Regions from separate parts of the Mus musculus genome. Here all the other regions are linked to region 5. A link is a contact called in public ChIA-PET, HiChIP or PLAC-seq and promoter capture Hi-C data. All regions are on one chromosome and are shown on one strand. Each heading gives the region's core, a stretch centred on a gene start, on an enhancer-like site or on the middle of the called end of the contact. The rest is flanking DNA. Distances are from core to core; before and after follow the strand shown.

Evidence for each region. Promoter capture Hi-C pulls out the DNA fragments that hold promoters and counts their contacts. ChIA-PET counts read pairs in DNA pulled down with a chosen protein or histone mark. HiChIP or PLAC-seq counts read pairs in DNA pulled down with a chosen protein or histone mark.
Region 1: a promoter capture Hi-C map of the HPC-7 cell line shows a contact between it and region 5. The contact joins the enhancer-like site here to the promoter of Klhl20 in region 5. A contact is called at or near these places in 5 of 39 promoter capture datasets (the 3T3-L1 cell line, the HPC-7 cell line, cranial neural crest and 2 more), 6 of 115 datasets of contacts at active chromatin or transcription factors (bone marrow-derived macrophages, effector CD8 T cells, large pre-B cells and 3 more) and 1 of 9 other capture datasets (liver).
Region 2: an RNA polymerase II ChIA-PET map of memory CD8 T cells shows a contact between it and region 5, with 9 read pairs. The contact joins the enhancer-like site here to the promoter of Klhl20 in region 5. A contact is called at or near these places in 4 of 39 promoter capture datasets (cranial neural crest, neural stem cells, neutrophils and 1 more) and 4 of 115 datasets of contacts at active chromatin or transcription factors (effector CD8 T cells, large pre-B cells, memory CD8 T cells and 1 more).
Region 3: a contact with region 5 is called in a promoter capture Hi-C map of hematopoietic stem and progenitor cells, with 2.7 times the contacts expected there. The contact joins the enhancer-like site here to the promoter of Klhl20 in region 5. A contact is called at or near these places in 6 of 39 promoter capture datasets (the C10 cell line, hematopoietic stem and progenitor cells, liver and 2 more), 1 of 484 Hi-C or Micro-C datasets (B cells) and 1 of 9 other capture datasets (adipose tissue).
Region 4: an H3K4me3 HiChIP or PLAC-seq map of bone marrow-derived macrophages shows a contact between it and region 5, with 4 times the contacts expected there. The contact joins the enhancer-like site here to the promoter of Klhl20 in region 5. A contact is called at or near these places in 3 of 39 promoter capture datasets (the C10 cell line, hematopoietic stem and progenitor cells and liver), 2 of 115 datasets of contacts at active chromatin or transcription factors (both in bone marrow-derived macrophages) and 1 of 9 other capture datasets (liver).
Region 6: a contact with region 5 is called in a promoter capture Hi-C map of pre-B cells, with 4 times the contacts expected there. The contact joins the enhancer-like site here to the promoter of Klhl20 in region 5. A contact is called at or near these places in 15 of 39 promoter capture datasets (the 3T3-L1 cell line, 3T3-L1-derived adipocytes, the HPC-7 cell line and 11 more), 2 of 484 Hi-C or Micro-C datasets (the MNK3 cell line and embryonic fibroblasts), 10 of 115 datasets of contacts at active chromatin or transcription factors (the 230-238 cell line, the NIH/3T3 cell line, bone marrow-derived macrophages and 6 more) and 1 of 9 other capture datasets (adipose tissue).

What each region holds. Positions count from the first base shown.
Region 1 is chr1:161,717,045-161,719,787 of GRCm38.p6, reverse strand. No RefSeq gene overlaps it. Among named protein-coding and RNA genes, the nearest start is that of Gm31869, 49 kb to the left of the region's middle. Within about 2 kb of position 1,342, at least 14 of the 459 cell types and tissues checked have an H3K27ac peak or open chromatin away from gene starts, as enhancers often do. A contact at or near this core is called in the HPC-7 cell line, where this site is marked.
Region 2 is chr1:161,905,865-161,908,564 of GRCm38.p6, reverse strand. All of the region lies in intron 2 of Gm31925 (a long non-coding RNA gene), which reads right to left. Among named protein-coding and RNA genes, the nearest start is that of Gm31925, 11 kb to the right of the region's middle. Within about 2 kb of position 1,299, at least 46 of the 459 cell types and tissues checked have an H3K27ac peak or open chromatin away from gene starts, as enhancers often do. A contact at or near this core is called in effector CD8 T cells, memory CD8 T cells and pro-B cells, where this site is marked.
Region 3 is chr1:160,244,766-160,247,465 of GRCm38.p6, reverse strand. It overlaps a transcript of Rabgap1l not described here. Among named protein-coding and RNA genes, the nearest start is that of Cacybp, 33 kb to the right of the region's middle. Within about 2 kb of position 1,320, at least 104 of the 459 cell types and tissues checked have an H3K27ac peak or open chromatin away from gene starts, as enhancers often do. A contact at or near this core is called in B cells, adipose tissue and hematopoietic stem and progenitor cells, where this site is marked.
Region 4 is chr1:160,273,640-160,276,422 of GRCm38.p6, reverse strand. All of the region lies in intron 19 of Rabgap1l (RAB GTPase activating protein 1-like), which reads left to right. Among named protein-coding and RNA genes, the nearest start is that of Mir1927, 21 kb to the left of the region's middle. Within about 2 kb of position 1,397, at least 23 of the 459 cell types and tissues checked have an H3K27ac peak or open chromatin away from gene starts, as enhancers often do. A contact at or near this core is called in bone marrow-derived macrophages, where this site is marked.
Region 5 is chr1:161,130,055-161,132,754 of GRCm38.p6, reverse strand. Klhl20 (kelch-like 20) reads left to right here and starts at 1,276. Exons shown (of 12, transcript NM_001039482.1): 1 at 1,276-1,392; 2 at 2,303-2,366. The coding sequence starts at 2,359.
Region 6 is chr1:161,733,481-161,736,180 of GRCm38.p6, reverse strand. No RefSeq gene overlaps it. Among named protein-coding and RNA genes, the nearest start is that of Gm31869, 33 kb to the left of the region's middle. Within about 2 kb of position 1,425, at least 158 of the 459 cell types and tissues checked have an H3K27ac peak or open chromatin away from gene starts, as enhancers often do. A contact at or near this core is called in the 230-238 cell line, the HPC-7 cell line, the MNK3 cell line and 5 more, where this site is marked.

The DNA.
Region 1 (2,743 bases), core at 93-2,592, 590 kb before region 5:
GAGGAATCGAGTGTGATTCCTTTATTATAGTGGTGCTTTTGCACACATTTCCTTCCTGTCGGTGGCTTACTTCTTCACCCTTCTCGTGGGTCATTCTTTTAAAATGGAATGTGTTTTACATGTGGTTTCTTCCTTCCTGAGAATATTCCATTATGAACCAGTCCGTGAACAAATCAAGGGAACTTAAAATTAAGTTCTCAGGCTTGTGAGCTTACATTGTGAGTCTCAGTACTGAAGAGGCAGAAGCAGGCACATTTCTGAGTTTGAGGTTGGCCTGCTCTCGTAGGCTAGCCAGAGATACCCAGTAAGACCCTGCATTAAAAATACACAACAAATTCTCTTAATTATGAGAATGCAGTGAATTGTTTCTTAGACTAGAAAAAAATGACCAGGACTTTAAAATATGGATTACCATGTCTGCTGTGGGCTTGTTTAGTGTCTTAAGTCCCCCATCCTCGTAGCTCCACACAGATTTGCTGCTCCTAACCTTTCAACCTGACACTCTTTCTATCTTCTCTTTCCCTCTTTTCTTTAAAAGCCCTTCTATCATGAGACATATTTTCTTCTATTCCTATCACTATCTGAACTCTTTATATTTATTTATGAACTGGAGACTTCCTTGCTAGGTAGACTGGGACTCAGTTCTCAGTTCTATAGTTTATGGACAATTTGAGATCTGTTAGCATCTTGGGATATATAAAGCATTCAACATTTTGTCTCGCACTGGTGAACAGCAAATGCTAATTTCTTCTTTTCCTTTCTGTTCTCTCTACATTTACAGCCAATGGCCTTTGCTGTTCTTCTTGGGTTTCTAGTTTTCCTTGTTCAAGGCTACCCATCTTCCCCTGGGAGCAATAGCCTTTCCCCCACACCCCTGTTTTCTTCTCCCTTAAGTGTCCCATGCTCAGTCCCATGTGTCTTTTCTGGTCTCCCAGTGAGCCTTTCCTACAGACATAGTAAGATTGTATTAGACCAGAAGCCTTTTCCTCTAACCTTTGCTATTTTTTAAACTTCTGTTGAATGGGCTGCAGAAATCAGGAATTTGTAATAATTGCAAGCACCCAGTGATGAATTACAATGTCCCCATTATTGTGACACGCTCAAGAGACTCAAAGGAAGTCAGTAACAGGAATCCTCTTATGAGACTGACTGTCTACTTAGGGAGAATACAAATTCAGCACTACAGATAGTATATGGTCAGGGTAGGCAGTCAGAGTGCAAGCTGCTGGTCTATGGGATTCATTGGAATGACATCCACATGGTCACTGTTCAGACCTGGGCCCCATGCTCTGACAGAGCGAGACAGATCCCAGCTGAAAGAGTTCAGTCAAATGGCCACGGCATTGCTGCGAGACAGTGCAGATAGTGATTCAGTGTAGGAGTGGGCTGGGCGGTGACTGCTGGAGCTTTATTAATGGGAGAGTCTGACCATGAGGCACAGGCTCCCAGAACAGGAAACATCTTTCTCTCCCTTCTTTCTTCCTGTCAGCTTATAACCGATCTGATAGTCATAGACACATGGTCTAGTGAGAACTGTGTTTGACATAGTATTTAACTATTTGCTTTGTACTTCAATATTTGAAAATATTCAAGGCTCTTTCAAAGATGCTATAAGCAAGCTATAACAAAGCTTGAAGCAAGAAGTAGTTGGCTAGAAACAACACAAACATGAAAAATTAAGGATCGCCTCCTGAAGAGGGTCCAGGAGTGGAGGCAGAACACAAAATTCATGTTTCAAAGGTCCTTGGTGTTAGAGCTGGGTCTGTTTAGGCACTGATAAGAAAAGCAAACATTTTTAGAAATGACATTTCTAGAATGTCAGAAGACGAGCTGATGTATAGAAGGCATCCAGTTTTGTCGCAGACAACAATGAGTGAGGCTGGGCACAAGGGATTAATCCACGAGTGGAACTTACTGCCACTGAGAGTACAGATCTGAAGTTTGGCATTACTAAGTTCTTATTTTAATTCCAATGGAGAATAACTGTACTTGCTTTCAGTCAGTGTACTCACAAGGTCTTCTGAGGAGTTGCAATTGTAGTTAAGACGGGCAAAACAAAACAAAACAAAACATCAACAACGCCAGACTCATGGAGAAGGCTAGGCAGATGCTTAGGTCCTGAAGAATTATTAGGACATGTAGAACATTGTGGGCAGGGGCAGGGGCAGGGGCAGGGGCAGGGGCAGGGGCAGGGGCAGGGGCAGGGGCAGGGGCAGGGGCAGGGGCCAGAGACAGGGGGCAGAGACTGCAGTGTCTGGGGAAGGTGTCTGGCTTTCCTGAAGCCTCTAAAAAATTTCAAGCAGGAAAGTATTGGGTTGTGATTTTAAATCATCCTGCTTCAAGGAGAATGTGGACTGAGATCAAGAGAGTGGAAGCATGCTAGTAGGCAGTGTTCTTCCAGAACATTCAGTGTGTTTCTTCTCTGTGTCTCTCTGCCTTTCTTCCCCCCCCTCCAGTTAAAAAAGAACATTAAACAAAAACCTACTATGGTCATTTCTACTTTCTCCTCCCTAACCATGGTGTAAATCCATGTTAAACAAACATGTTTTGCTTAGGAAAAAAAAAATCACCATAACGAGTCCTTTTGCTCAAAAAGTAGAACACATGGAGAGAAGTGACTGACTCTGTGTGGTAAACAAAGTGATGAAACTCCATGCCCGTGGAGAGCCCAAAGAAGAGCATTGGACAGTGAAAGTGGGGGGCACCAGCGTACGGGTGTTCAGAAGGCGGCAGAGGAGACCTG
Region 2 (2,700 bases), core at 50-2,549, 780 kb before region 5:
TTATCTCGGTGGTCCTGTAGTTTATTGGTCTCTGGTGAAGCACTATAGCATGGGGTAGAACACACACCAGAGCAAAACTACTCATCTCATTGCCAGGAAGCAAAAGTGTTGTAGAAGGGTCTGGAGTCCTTTATCCTGCCCAGGGATACATCCCTCTGTGACCTCAAGGCCTCTCATTAGACCCCATTTTTCAATGTCTCACAATCACTACCACTCTGGAGACCAGGCCTTTTAACAAACAGGCCTCTGTGAGGCATTTACAATTGAAGCTACAGTACTCTCCCCAGACACTTGCTGGTGTCAGCAGTTTTTTTCATGGGTCACCCTTTACTTATTTTCTAGAACATTCACCCTCTTCTCATCCCTGTGGGACACTAACTGGAATAATAGTATCCTAAAGCTTCTCCTGGGGCAGAAAGGACAAAGGAGACTTGATTCTACAGCCTAGGAGGGATGGGGGTGGGGGACCAGAACAAGGTCAAAGCAGGAACACGGTGCATCCGTCTTGTTGTTTATTTTTAACCAACTTGCTCTAACCTTAAAAGGAAACTTAGTCTGTAAGAAGAGCACTGTTATGCTGTGGTGGCCCTGAGCACATACCAAGACCTCTACAGAGATTTTAACTCTACTGCTGCTCTCAGGATTCCCTTGCATGTGCATGCTCAGGCTTGCAAGCAGTTCCCAGCCACTGATGAGCCATGTAGAGACTATTAAGGCAGATGCATTCCAAGTAAGGTGAAGTACTTGCCCCATAAGAGTCTGGCTTGAGAGCAGCCTGTCAGTTAGACTGGGGCTTTACCATAACTGTGTTCCTTCCAGTTCAAAGATCTTTCTCACTTCTTTCTCTTTCTCTTCTTCTGCCCCTTCTCGGTTGTTAAGCCTGCAGTCATAGTCTGCATGCTCTCTCTACCTTCTTCTGTATCCCATCCCACTGGCTTTGACTCTCATAAATCTCCCTAAACACACTAACCCTAAGATCTATTTCTCAGAGCCCTCAATTAACATATTCAATGACAATATATGGCTGTTATCAACAATTATCTACTCATTATATTTTCTATACAAGACACTACACCAGGGATGTGTGCGGAGTAGAGAAAGAATACTGAGAGATACAGATCATGGTTTCTACCACCACAAAACCTTTCACCAACTAGGTAATGTGAGTCCCATAGATACTTCAATGAACAATAGAAAGTACAGTTGTCATGTAATTACTCATTTACATGACTGCTCGTATTTCAGCAAGAGTGTTTTCCAAACCGTAAGTCAAGACACAGTACTTGACTGTGAAGTGACGGCAGTGAGTCACATGCTGCATCATTGAAAATGAAAGAGAAGATACCAGAAGAAAGCATACCACATGTAATATTACAGTATGAAATGTCTATGTGCATATGTTTAAAAATTGACACAATTATATTTTAAAGTGTGCTTGTATGTCTCCATCAAAAAGTTAGGAATTGAATTAAGAATTAGCCCATGTCCTCCTTAAAAGCATGGGTGGTAATCTTTCCAACAGCTGTCTCCCGGCAGTGTTTGAGTAGATGTAGGTCTTCAACAGTTGTTTGTGGATGATGTTCGCTGAGTAGGAAAGAGGAAAGTCACCTATCTCTTTAAGAATAGGAAAAGTGGAGGAAGAGAAAGAGGAAGACTGTGCCAGGGCTTTAACATAATCACATAATCAAAGGTCAGGATACTCCGGTCTTAAAGTGAACTAGAGGTTCCATGAATTGGTGGGTATCTCGATTACCTGTTCGTACAGAGAGAAATTAAGGAAGGAGATGTTGGCCAGAAATTAATGTCAAAATAACCAGCAAGATTCTCCAAGCATGAGTTTTCTATGATAAGCTTATCAAGTAATAATGTCAAAATCATATACTTGCACAGTGCGTGTGTGTTGGGGGTGTTATTTATTTTAAGGGTCTCGACTGGTATTTCTTTGTAAAGATTTTTTAAATTTTTATGTTTTATGTGTGTAAGTATTTTGCCTTTATATATGTAAGTGTGCCACATGTATGCAATGCCTTTGGAACTCAGAAGAGGGTACTGGATTCCTCTATAACTGCAGTTATGGAGCGTTGTGAGCTACCATATGGGTGCTGGTCATTGAACTTGGGTTCAAGGACAAGAGCAGCAAGTACTCTGAGCTCCTAAGTCATCTCTCCTGGCCCTCAATTCATATTTTTGTTATATATTTTTCATCTCAGGCATTTTGTGAGACAAGAAGAGAGAGGCAGCAGTATATTCACCTAATCAAAGGCAGTGACATTTTTTGATTCTACTTCCCTGTAATGAGCCAAGTTGGGCACTTGGTCTGAAATGAACTCACTCTATTTAGGTTTCTTCTAAAGTCAATTTTTCTTGTAAACATGTACAGAGGGCCCCCATTCTTATTGTTTAACTCTTTTAAAAACACTTTTAAATTATATTTTATTTATTTAGTTATTCTATGTAGGAGTGGCTCAAATGCCACTGTTCATGTGTGGCAGTCAGAAGACAACCTGTGGGAGTCACTTCTCTTCCAACACGTGGGGCACCAGAGACCGAGTTCATCTCACTGAGGTTGATGGCAGATGCTTAAGGACATTGAGCCATCCTGTTGACCTCTAAGTATTTATCTCTTGCAGGCAATTAAGTATGATAGATTTAGTCATGTTATTATCTCATCCCTTGGGAAAATGGACTGGTTTTATGTTC
Region 3 (2,700 bases), core at 71-2,570, 890 kb after region 5:
GGATCAGGTGAGTTTGTCCTTCACTGTATAGAAATGATGCTGCAACAGCTCCTTCGGGGGTGAGGGCCACGGTGCTAGCTCTGTTCATTTCTCTTGGTTTATTTGTTCTATTTTTTGTTGTTGTTGTTGTTGTTTGTTTGTTTTTTGTTTTTGTTTTGTTTTGAGCTGAGTTCTCACTATGTAGTTCTGGCTGTCCTGGAACTCACTATGTAGACCAGGCTGTCCTAGAAGTCCCAGAGATCTACCCGCCTCTTCCTCCCAAATGCTGGAGTTGAAGGCATACCCTACTTCCCCTGTGCCTTCTCACACAGTGAGCTGCTGTATAGATACTGGGTGGGTGGCAGGTGGAAGGGGACAGCTTGTGCTAATTACAGAGTGGAAAATGCAAGTCTCGAGAAAGGTTTGGCTTGGTTCCAAACAACTTGTGTGACATACTTTTTTAAATCCTTTATCAGTAATTTTCCTACACCAAGAGCTGCCAGAATAATTACCTAAAAATATTAGTCAGCAAGAGCATACTAATGCCACGTTGACATTTGGAGGCACCTCTCTGTTACAGCCATAATTCTCGTCTGTGACATGTAGAACTGTGTATAAAGAGCATAGATCAAGTGTAGGACCAGGTATGTAGGTATATAGCTTTAATCCTAGCAATTAAGAGGCTGAGTGAGGAAGATTGGGAGTTCAGCCTCATAGTTACCCTGAGCCACCTAAGAGCCTGTCTCATTAAACAAAACAAGGAAGACAACAGAAGGCACTGTTGAACAGTGCCCTGGTTCGAGTCTTGACTGTTCTACCCTGGGCAGCTCTTTATCAGTCTGTAGGTATAAAACCTGTCTACCTCTTGGAGAAGATGTAGGAATTCAGAAAGCCCTTCGGTTCTGTGCCAGCTAGTTTTGGATCAATTTGACACAAGCCGGAATCATTTAGGAGGAGGGGACCTAAGTCAAGAAAATGCCTAGCACAGATTGACTGGGGTCAAGCGTATTTCACATTTTCTTGATGGGTGTGTGTGTGGGGTGCAGGGGAGGGTATGGCTCATTGTGGATGGTACCACCCTTGGGCAGGTAGTCCTGAGTTGTATAAAGAAAGCAGGCTTAGCAAGTCAGGATATAGAAGCCCTTCCCTAATAGCTCCTGGCCTGACTTTCCTCAGTGATGGATGGCTACCTGAAAGTGTAAGCTGAAGTGAACCCCTTCTTCCCTAAGCTTCAGTTGGTCACTGTGTTTTTATCACAGCTCGAATAACCTAAGACAAGTAGTGTGTATTCATTACCTGGTAACTGTCTCCAGGAAACCTTCTGCTTGGTTGGCTTCCCTGGTTCCTCACAGCAGTGCTGACAGTCTCTGGACTTCCTGTTTTCTTCTGCAAGCATTTTCAGAGATGAGTACTAGGATGGAAGCGGTCATGTACACTTTGAAATCTCCTCTGCAGTCTGCTTCCTAAAGTGAAAATGTTCATAATAGATAGGCCCAGGTCAGAAAACCCTAGATGAGTCTCAGACAGTAAATCATTGATGCCTGTGGGCTGACTGAATTTTTATAGGATTTAAATACAAATTCATTGATAATGTCATCAGCTTAAAATTGAAGGATGGCTTAAAATGGTCTCTGCTATGACTTTTTAGTTTCCCAATTTAAACAACTAATTGTGTGACTCAGAGCTTTTAATTTCATTTTAATGTGTTTTTAAGATTGTGCCTGGTATTTGAGGAGGCCAAAGGAGGGAGTCGGATCCCCTGAAACTATAGTTAGGGACCTTTGTGAGCAGCCATGTGGGTGCTGGGAACGAATGTGGATCCTCTGCAAAAGCAGCATGACTTCCCAATACAGATCTCCCGGCCCCAACTCAAAGGTTTTTAAATGGGAGATAAGACCTAAATACTATGGAGAATAATAATAATAGGGCAGGATGAAGCTGTGGGAACCAGCACTAAATCAGATTTTTTTTCTTCTGCCAAGGGCTAGAGATTGAACTCCAGAACTCAGGCCGTGCTAGGCAATTACTTTACCACAGAACCACATCCCCAACCCCTAAATTGACTTTGAAAATGAAGACAAACAAACAAAACCAAATCAGGCTGCTTGGAGCAGAGGGAATAGAAGGTAGAAAAAGAAACCCATTTAGTCCCTTTCAGCTATAGATTCCATTCATCCTGGTCCAGTGGAAGTTGATAGAAGTCATAAATGAAGCATGTGGCAAAGATCAGGAGCTGCGGAAGTCCCCATTCAGTCAGGGCGAGTTCAGCCTGGTCTCAGGGAAGCAGGGCGACATGGAAAGTCTGGGTCATTTGTTCCCTATTAATTGTCTTAAGATGATGAGCTAAGAAGAAAGTGAACATTATGTGGTCATTTGTATTAAGCCTAGAGAATGTTTAAGCAAATAGGTTTTTAGTGATTACTCTCTGTACGCTAAGTAAGCAGTATGCATAATGACTTACACATATTATCTTCTTTAGTATTATTGATAATCCCGTGAAGCAAATGCTTCTTGATGTATCCAGTAGTAGGACATTCATTTCAAACCTCTGAGATTTCGCCATGCCTGAGCACTCACTGTAAAAGCGAAAGCTGTCCTACTAGTCTCTGTAGCAAGGGTAATCAGACATCCGCACAAGTGAGTCTGTTTCTGAAACAAAGATCACCAGTTTAGTAATAACAAGAATGTACAAGTCAGCTCTGCCCTAACTAAACAAATGGC
Region 4 (2,783 bases), core at 148-2,647, 860 kb after region 5:
GACTTTTGAGGGCTCCTGTTTTCTGTTTTTATCTTGGAAACATCACCGTAGAGATTGTGGGTAAATGTAAGAGGCCCATTTAGATCCCGACTGTATGTTGAACACTTCCTTCTTCAGTTAGTGTTGCTTGATGTCATTCTGTTGATTTGTGTTAGAAAGTCAAAAGGCTTCTTATGTAGCAGAGCTCCAGTGAGGAGAAGCGGTTACAGGGATCAGTTCTGACTGAAGCCTTTAAAGAGAAAACTGAACTGTGGAAATATAAAACAAAAATAATTTTTTCATCTTTTCCACATATTTCAAATGATGGCATTTACTTCAGGTTATCACCAAGATATTTAACCTTGAGCTAAAGGTTTGTCATACAAACTTCCATCAGAAATAATTTTATGTATATCCTGAAGCCTTTGGGCATAGAGAAGAAAATGGATAATTATTAATGATGTCTGTCTTCTACTTTTCAATGACAGTAGCTAAGGAAATACAGGTATACCTCACTGTCCAAGGAGTTTGGGTAGCAATTCCATATGTTTAAAGGCTTACGAAAGCTCAAGGATAGATCTTCTGCCAAATTCAGTGGGCTTAGTGTAACTAACTCTAGTTGTAGCTGACAATCTCCACATAGTTTCTGGTAATAAAATATAATGAAGTAACATTTAAATGTTAAATCAGGGCTCTCTCCACTCTTCTTCATCCACACTCATTTTAATGAGTTCTGTACTTTGCACAAATCCTTTGCTTGGAGGAAGCCTGTGACATCACAGAGACTTGAGGAGTGTCTTGTCATTTCACTGTTTCTTATTGCAGGCATGCCCTTGAAAATGGCATGTGATAGGTGAACTGTGAAAGGAAAGACGTCAGCAAACTTGGCCCCTCTATCTTAATCTTGGCTCTATCTCTGAGGACATTCCATTTCCCTGGCGGGCATGGGGGCTGGTTGGAAAATGCTGCTGACCTATTGTCCTTACCTCAGGCCAGGTGGTGGGGCAGCTTCTGAGGCCTGGACTTGCCTGGACTTGCCCAGTTCTTGGAAACAGAGAAATATTCAAAGTCTGTCATGGAGTTAGTCAGCCTAGCCTTCTGACAACTTTGTATTATCTTATTTTTTACCAGTTCTAGGGATCAAAAGACTCTAAGGTCTCTTGCATGTAGTCCTTCTATAGAACTACATCCTCAGGCCTGCTATTCCATTTTAAAACCTTAGTGGCTTCCTAACAATAATGTATTCATTTCTTCTTGGTTACTCTTCTTACTGTTGTGACCAAGTACTTAACAAGAAGCAATGCAAGGCTGGACGGTTTGTTTAGGCTCAGTTAGAAGAACACAGCCTATCAAGGCAGGGGAGGCCTGACAGCAGGACTGTGAGGTTCCTGCTCACATGACATCTACAGTGTGGAAACAGAAAAAAAGATGAAGAGTGACATTCCACTGCCTTTCCCATTTCCTTCCTGTGTAGTCAGATCTCAGTCTAGTTAATTGTGCAGCCCACAGTCAGCATGAGTCTTCTCTCTTCAATTAAGCCTGTCTGGGGATTTTCCCAGGCATTTCTGGGAGAGGGATGCTTCATAGGAGATTCCAACTCCAATAAGTTGACAATGATGATTAACCATCACACATTTTGTTTGTAGCCCACACTGGCTTTGAACTTGCTGTGTAGCTGAGGAGAAACTTGAACACCTGACCCTCCTGCTTCCACTTCCTACTTACAGGCATTTGTTACCAAGCCTGGCTCATCAGTTACTTAAGCAATTTTTAAAGGATTTCTTTTATGTTTATAACTGCATTGATTGTATGTATACGTGTGTGCCACATGCATGCTTGGTACCTGCAAAGGTCAAAAGGGCATTAGATACTCTGGAACTGGAGTTGCAAGTGGCAGTTCCCGTTTGTGCTGGTAACAAAATCTCTGCTAGAGCAGCACTTGTTCTTAACCACTGAGGTATTTCCCCAGTCCCAAGATTATTTTTAAAGAGAGTCTGGGAAACGGGTGGTGGGATAAATGTTAGGTGTGGCTGAATAGTAACATGGTTGCTGGCATGTGTCAAAACCTGGTTTTGATCCTCAATACCACAAAACAAACAAGTGAGACGTCTAGTATCTGTTATTCTGCCTGATGACTCCTATAAGGCCCCTTCATGTCATAAATTGCTTCTCATATCCAGAATAGATACAAATATCTGGTAAGAGTGTGCATCAGTTTTTTTTCTTTCAGAAAATGTTGTCATTGAACCACCAGCCACTAGAATAGATCCATACTTTAATCAAGTGACAGCAACATAGGTTGGCTGCTCTTAGGTCCCAGCTCATTCTTTCTAGCCTTTTCTACGGGCGCCTTCAGATTTCCAGCCTTTCACACAGGCAGCCACAACTCAGCACAGCTGGTAGGCCTTCACTTTCTTAGTTTCCTCCCTTAGCTTCAGAAAATTTTCTTTTGTTTTGTTTAAATAATAGGAGGAAATACATCTATTCCTTGACATGATTAATTGATGCTTGATGCACATGTATATGGATTAGAGTAGCTCACTAATATGGATTTAGGGATTGGTATTGAAAAGGCCCAGTTAAAAGATAATTACTATGAATTTAATCCAACTGTACTTGAATCTACACCAATTTTCTAATGAGCACAGAGGATTGGATTGATAAAAAAAAAAAAATACCATATAGAGTATTCTGATCCTGTGAATTTTATGTTAAGACTCTGGGTAGCCAGAATATCTACAAAGTCTAGATTTATTGGCTACTACTACCCAACAGTAACTCTTCTACTCGACAATGAGAGTGTG
Region 5 (2,700 bases), core at 27-2,526:
TATAATAATTGGAAATGCCAGTTTTTTCATATGTTTATTTTTATGTATACTTTGTTAATTGGCATAAATATGAAGAGCTGATTCACACTGAACTCCTCCCCTTTAAAAAGAAACAGAGTAGTTGAAGCACAAGCCAGCTTACAGTGGGTAGTAGGTTAAGAAGGAATCAATGGGTTAAGAATAGGAAATATTACTTTCACCCTGGCTTAAAAGCCCATTTTAGTTACTAGCATTCCTTAATGTTTTTATAACTCCCTTGCTATAGAACTGTATAGCTATAAAGAATTAAAATCATGACTCATATTTTGGAAGAATCTGAGTCACTTTGAAGATGACTTTTAGACAATCTACACAAAAGAAACCTGAGAGGTGCACATATAAGATGCCATTTCAATGGATCAGAAAAATGTACATCTAAACTATTTTATACCCATCAGATTGGCAAAAAATTAAAGTTGAAAGTACCAATAATATGGACCAACGAGAATCCTTGAACCTTTCTGGAGGAAGATATAATATAATTGTGGCCAGAATCTAGAACCATTGTACACGGCATCAAGTTGTGGCTCTAACCCTTACAGGCTATGCTCCGTAGATACCCTTACCCTTTTGTAAGTTACATAACGCTTTGGTACCGACTGGAATGGCACTATCTGAAACATAATGCTACCACCATTTGGAAAAATGGTAATAAATCCTTCAATAAGAGAGATACTAGAACTGATAAACTAATACACAATGTTATATGCTAAGTATTTGATAATAAATGGGGTATCCATAGCTGTTACTAGTACATATATTATTTACTTATATATCACTGGTACATATGAAGAAAAAACTTGGCCAAATGACAAAGTGTATCATAGAACTAGAATTAGAAGTTGAATTTAAAGACCAATCATTCCCACTACAAGTTTATTAATATGAGGTATATTTCCTATCAAAAACAACTGCACAGAGTCTATAGATGTCAAATAAAGTTCAGCTAAAGAAATTTTGGTTAATAATAGCCTTGTATAGTTTTCAATACATCAGCAACAGACTTTTAGTTATATACTCAAAAATGAAACCCTCACCTCATACATATTTTATTTGGTTGCTCTCTAAGTATATTGTAAAAGTCAGATCGACTAATGGTACCAGTCCTGGGAAACGCTCAGCGAAAGGCACAGCTACTTCCGGAGCCATGACGGAACTACTTGCCCGAACACGTGCAGTTCCGTGGGAAGGATTTAGCCATCGGACCGCTTCCTGTTTCTGGATCTGGGCGGGTGCAGGGAAAGGAAATCGCTGCAGGAGCCGCATCCTGCCTGCGCTAGCGGCTCCAGAGGTGGAGGCAGAGAGGGCGGAGAAGGCAGAGAGGGTGCCGCAGAGAGAAAAGTGTCAAAGCCAGTAAGTCAGAGCTCTAGAGCACGGGATGGAGAACAGAGCCCTAGGTCTCGCTTTGCAGATCTATGAGCTCAACTTGCCGAACTGCCCGGCGGGGTCAGGGCAGTGCTTTCTAGGCTGCCTGTCAGTCGTGCCTCTAAGGGACGGTAGGGTTCCTCGGTCGGGCCTTTCAGGGCTCCAGGCTGCGCTGCTGCTGGCTGCCCGAGGTGTCTTGAAGCCAGGGCAAGGCTGTGCAATGCTTGCTGGGGACGCAGGACTCCGCATCCTGGACAGCTTCACTTGGAATTCTAAGGGAGCGAGCACTCTGCCTCCCATTTTCTCTCTGGAAGCCAGCAAGATCCTGGCGGTGAACAATATTTCGGCGACTAAGACGAGAGCTTGGGAGAGTTGTAGTCTAGAACTACTTTCCCTGCCCTTGTTCAAGCTGCCCGGGCTGGGCTGGTCGGAAGTGGAGTTGTTTTTAAAGGCAACCGCCTCCGGCCTGCTTGTCACTTCAGAATAAGTTAACAACCTTCGGATTCAGTGCTAAAACAATGCTTTTCCTATCCGAGTCACTAAATTAGTACTGCTGCTGGTATCAAGTGATTACTCTGCAAATATACTTGATGGTGAAGTTAAAAAATCAAAAAACTCCCCAGGTGCTTCTTGAGCAGAAAACACCAACTAGCGATCATGACTATTTTGATCCTGACTGCTTTCCCAGTCACCCTCACATTCACATATAATCTGTCACCTTAGCATCTTTAGTTAGTGATAGTCCTCTTAAAGGCATTACATTATGATTGCGCATCTACGCAAAGATTACATTAGGATGTAAGATTCCTGATTACAGACGAAATGAGTGAAGTGATTATACAAGTTGCTGGAGAACTCGAACAGTTTTTAGTAAGCTACTACTTCTCTCTTGTTGAAGGTACGGCTTTAGAACACGGTGAAGGATACTTTTCATGGTGCAGGGAAGGAAAGCCAATGCGCAGGTAAGCCTTTTTAAGAATATGAAACATTGATTTCAGTGATTGAAATTAAGCTTCTACTAACAGTGCATCGTTTACGATTATTTATTCACAAACCTTAACAAATCCTGCTTGGAATTAATCGTTCTTGTTTCAAGTAAATCGAAACTAGTAATGTCAGAAAATAGCAACTTCGTTTATTTGGTTGTGTTGTTTTGTGTTGTCTAGGGATTTTTGGGTTTCTTTGCTCGTTTGTTTGCTTTGAAACAAGAACTATTATGCAGTCCTAGCTGTCTTGGAACGTGCTATGTAGACCAAACTGCCCTCAAAATCCGAGATCCACCTGCCAGTATCTCCC
Region 6 (2,700 bases), core at 176-2,675, 600 kb before region 5:
GTAGTTCTTCTAGAGGTCCAGACCTTTTCTTTTCTGATTTCCTCTGCGGTCTCTCTAGAGGTGCATGGGGAAGAGTTGGGCTCTCCTCTATCACCCGTCCTCCATCTGTAGTAACTACCTGGGCTAAGCAGACACAGGAGAGAGAAAAGAGGTGAGGGTTATCCTATAATCTTGCCACCAGGCTTCCTCTGGGGGTTCAGGGTGCTTATAGAGTGGTCTGGGATCTTCCATTTTGTCTTCCCCGTGTGCCAGCCTGAGGATGGCAGAAATTCAGGCTGCGGAAACTCTAGTTCTCAACCTGTGGGTCACGACCCCTTGGGGGGGGGTCACGGATACCCTACATATCAGGCATTTACATTACAATTCACAACAGTAGCAAAATTACATTTATGAAATAGCGACGAAATACACTCATGGCTGGGAGGTGGTCACCATAGTGTGAAGAACTGTGTAAAAGGGTCTCAGCATTAGGAAGATTGAGAACCACTGCTTGGTTGTAAGCCATCACCAGGTGGCAGCAGAAAACCGTGAAATCACAAGATTCGGATTTTGCCCCCTGAGTCGTGGACCGGAAGGGTTGAGGGAAGAGGGGTGGATAGTCAAGAGGAATCCGTTATCCTTCTTGTTAATGTCAATGATTCCTGCTACCTCACCAATGAAAGTGTCAGCCTGGGTTTGTTCTCCACACAACCATAGAATAAAATTATTAAAGCATCCTATTGGAATCCTGAAAGAACCCGATCCAGAGCAAAGTCCCACTCTTAATCTCGGCATACCAGCTAGCACAAACTAACTGAGTAACAGACATTTAGACCTGGGATGGATATTTGGGGAAGAAAATGACAAGAAAGAGGGAAGAGTCAATAAAACCAAAGCTGTGCTGCTTCCCGAAGGAGCCTTGGGCCATTGTCTCCTGTTTTCAGTAACAGAAGCCGGAGGCCCAGTCTACACTGGCTGCGGAAATCTGTTCTTGGCTCCCAGTCTCTTAGCAAAGCCCGTGAGTCCTCTGGAGGGCGAAGTGTGGAGAAGTCTGGATGAGGTTTTTTTTCGGCCCACTGACTCTTTTCCTTCCTGAGCAGCTGAAGAATTCTGATGTGGTTTTGTGGTTTTACAGTAAGCGTCCCGGCTCTTGTGGACACAGTGTGCTTTCAGTTTCTGAAAGTGAGTCAGATCGACTTTCCTCTTAGGAGTAAGAGTGACCCTTGCTCAAAAGGGCACTATGACTAGAAAGACGAAGCAGCTGAGGCCACCGGTGCCGGAGTGCTTGCGTTAGAGCAGTCGCTGGTTTCTGGGTCTTATGGGTAATTTTTTTTTTTTTTTTAAGGTGAACTGTTGAGATCTTTTTGCCCATCGTGAGTGACACTGTTGATGCGGTCTAGAAAAGGACTCAGAGTTTCATTTGATCAGCTAGTCATGACAAGGGCGTTTCCAAGTGGGTTAGTTGTTGTCATTATGCTTTTAAGTCTCTTGCCTATTAGAAAGCTCATGATACTGAGCCATTTGACCAGAACGGGTGACATCTTCGAGGCCCATTGAGTGTGAAGAGCCAGCCAGTAAACAGAAGGTTTCTTGGGGTCTAGCTTTCTTTCATGGTTCCCCTTCCAGTGATTTTTTTTTTTCATGAAAATACGTAGGTGGCACCTCCTCTGGCAGCTGCTATGCTTTCCTCAAGCATGTAAATGACACGTTGTGACGTATGTCGTCACCTTCATAGCCTCGATGAGCACTGTCAGTTCACTGTGGCATTTCTTCTTGTTGAGATTCTTCTCATTCTACGTTTCGGCCAGCGACTCCCACGGGTGACACAGGGATGCTGGGCACTCAAGAGGAAACCTATTTGCATGTCTGTTCTAGAATTTCAATTTAACATCGCTCCTTGGAGTCTGAGTCATGGCAGGACCACCTCGGGCAGACTGTGGTTCTTTCTTTAAGAGTTAAACCCACCTGATGCTGAGAAGGAGCAAGAGATCATACTCTCCATCAATCCAGCCCTGACGAATCTTTGCTGCCTATGCCTTGCAGAGTCTATGTTGGAAGGCAAGAGAGAAAGAGACAAAGAGCAGCCAGGTTGGGGGGTGGGGGAGAGGAGACAGTAATTAACCACTCAGCTATTCAAGACTTCTGCATTTTGTAAGGGTATAAAACTTGCTCCTACCTCACAAAGGAGAATTTCCCACTACTTTCAGGTACTTGGCCTGTCACTGGCAGTCCTTAGGAACTACACAGTAGCATATGCTGGAGCACACTAGGTTTAGCAGAGGGACATACGAAACCGCTGTGCCGTGCGAGATCCGGCAGGTGGTAGCTCCGTAAACCTCTTTCTATAAGGTGTCAAACTCACATTGTATAAGCACCCGGTGCGTGTTGTTTTAGGTGGGAGTCTTGGTGGGAGTCTTGATTACCAGGTGTGGCATGAAGTCTAGATTACAGGTATGGACTTGCTGGGGAGAGTCTAGAGTCACTGTGAGAAGTGACCAAATGGCTAGAAAATTCTAGAAAAATCTACTCACTGAAACTATGTCAAGCTGACGAGGAGCTGTTGGTAATGGGATGAAGCTCAAAAACCTTTCCTCAGAACAGTGCCTCATAGAGAGCAAAGTGCAGGGTTACAAAGGAGCCAGTTATATTGAAATACGGTTTTCAAAATATTCATGATTACACACACACACACACACACACACCCCATTAGCAATAACTGGT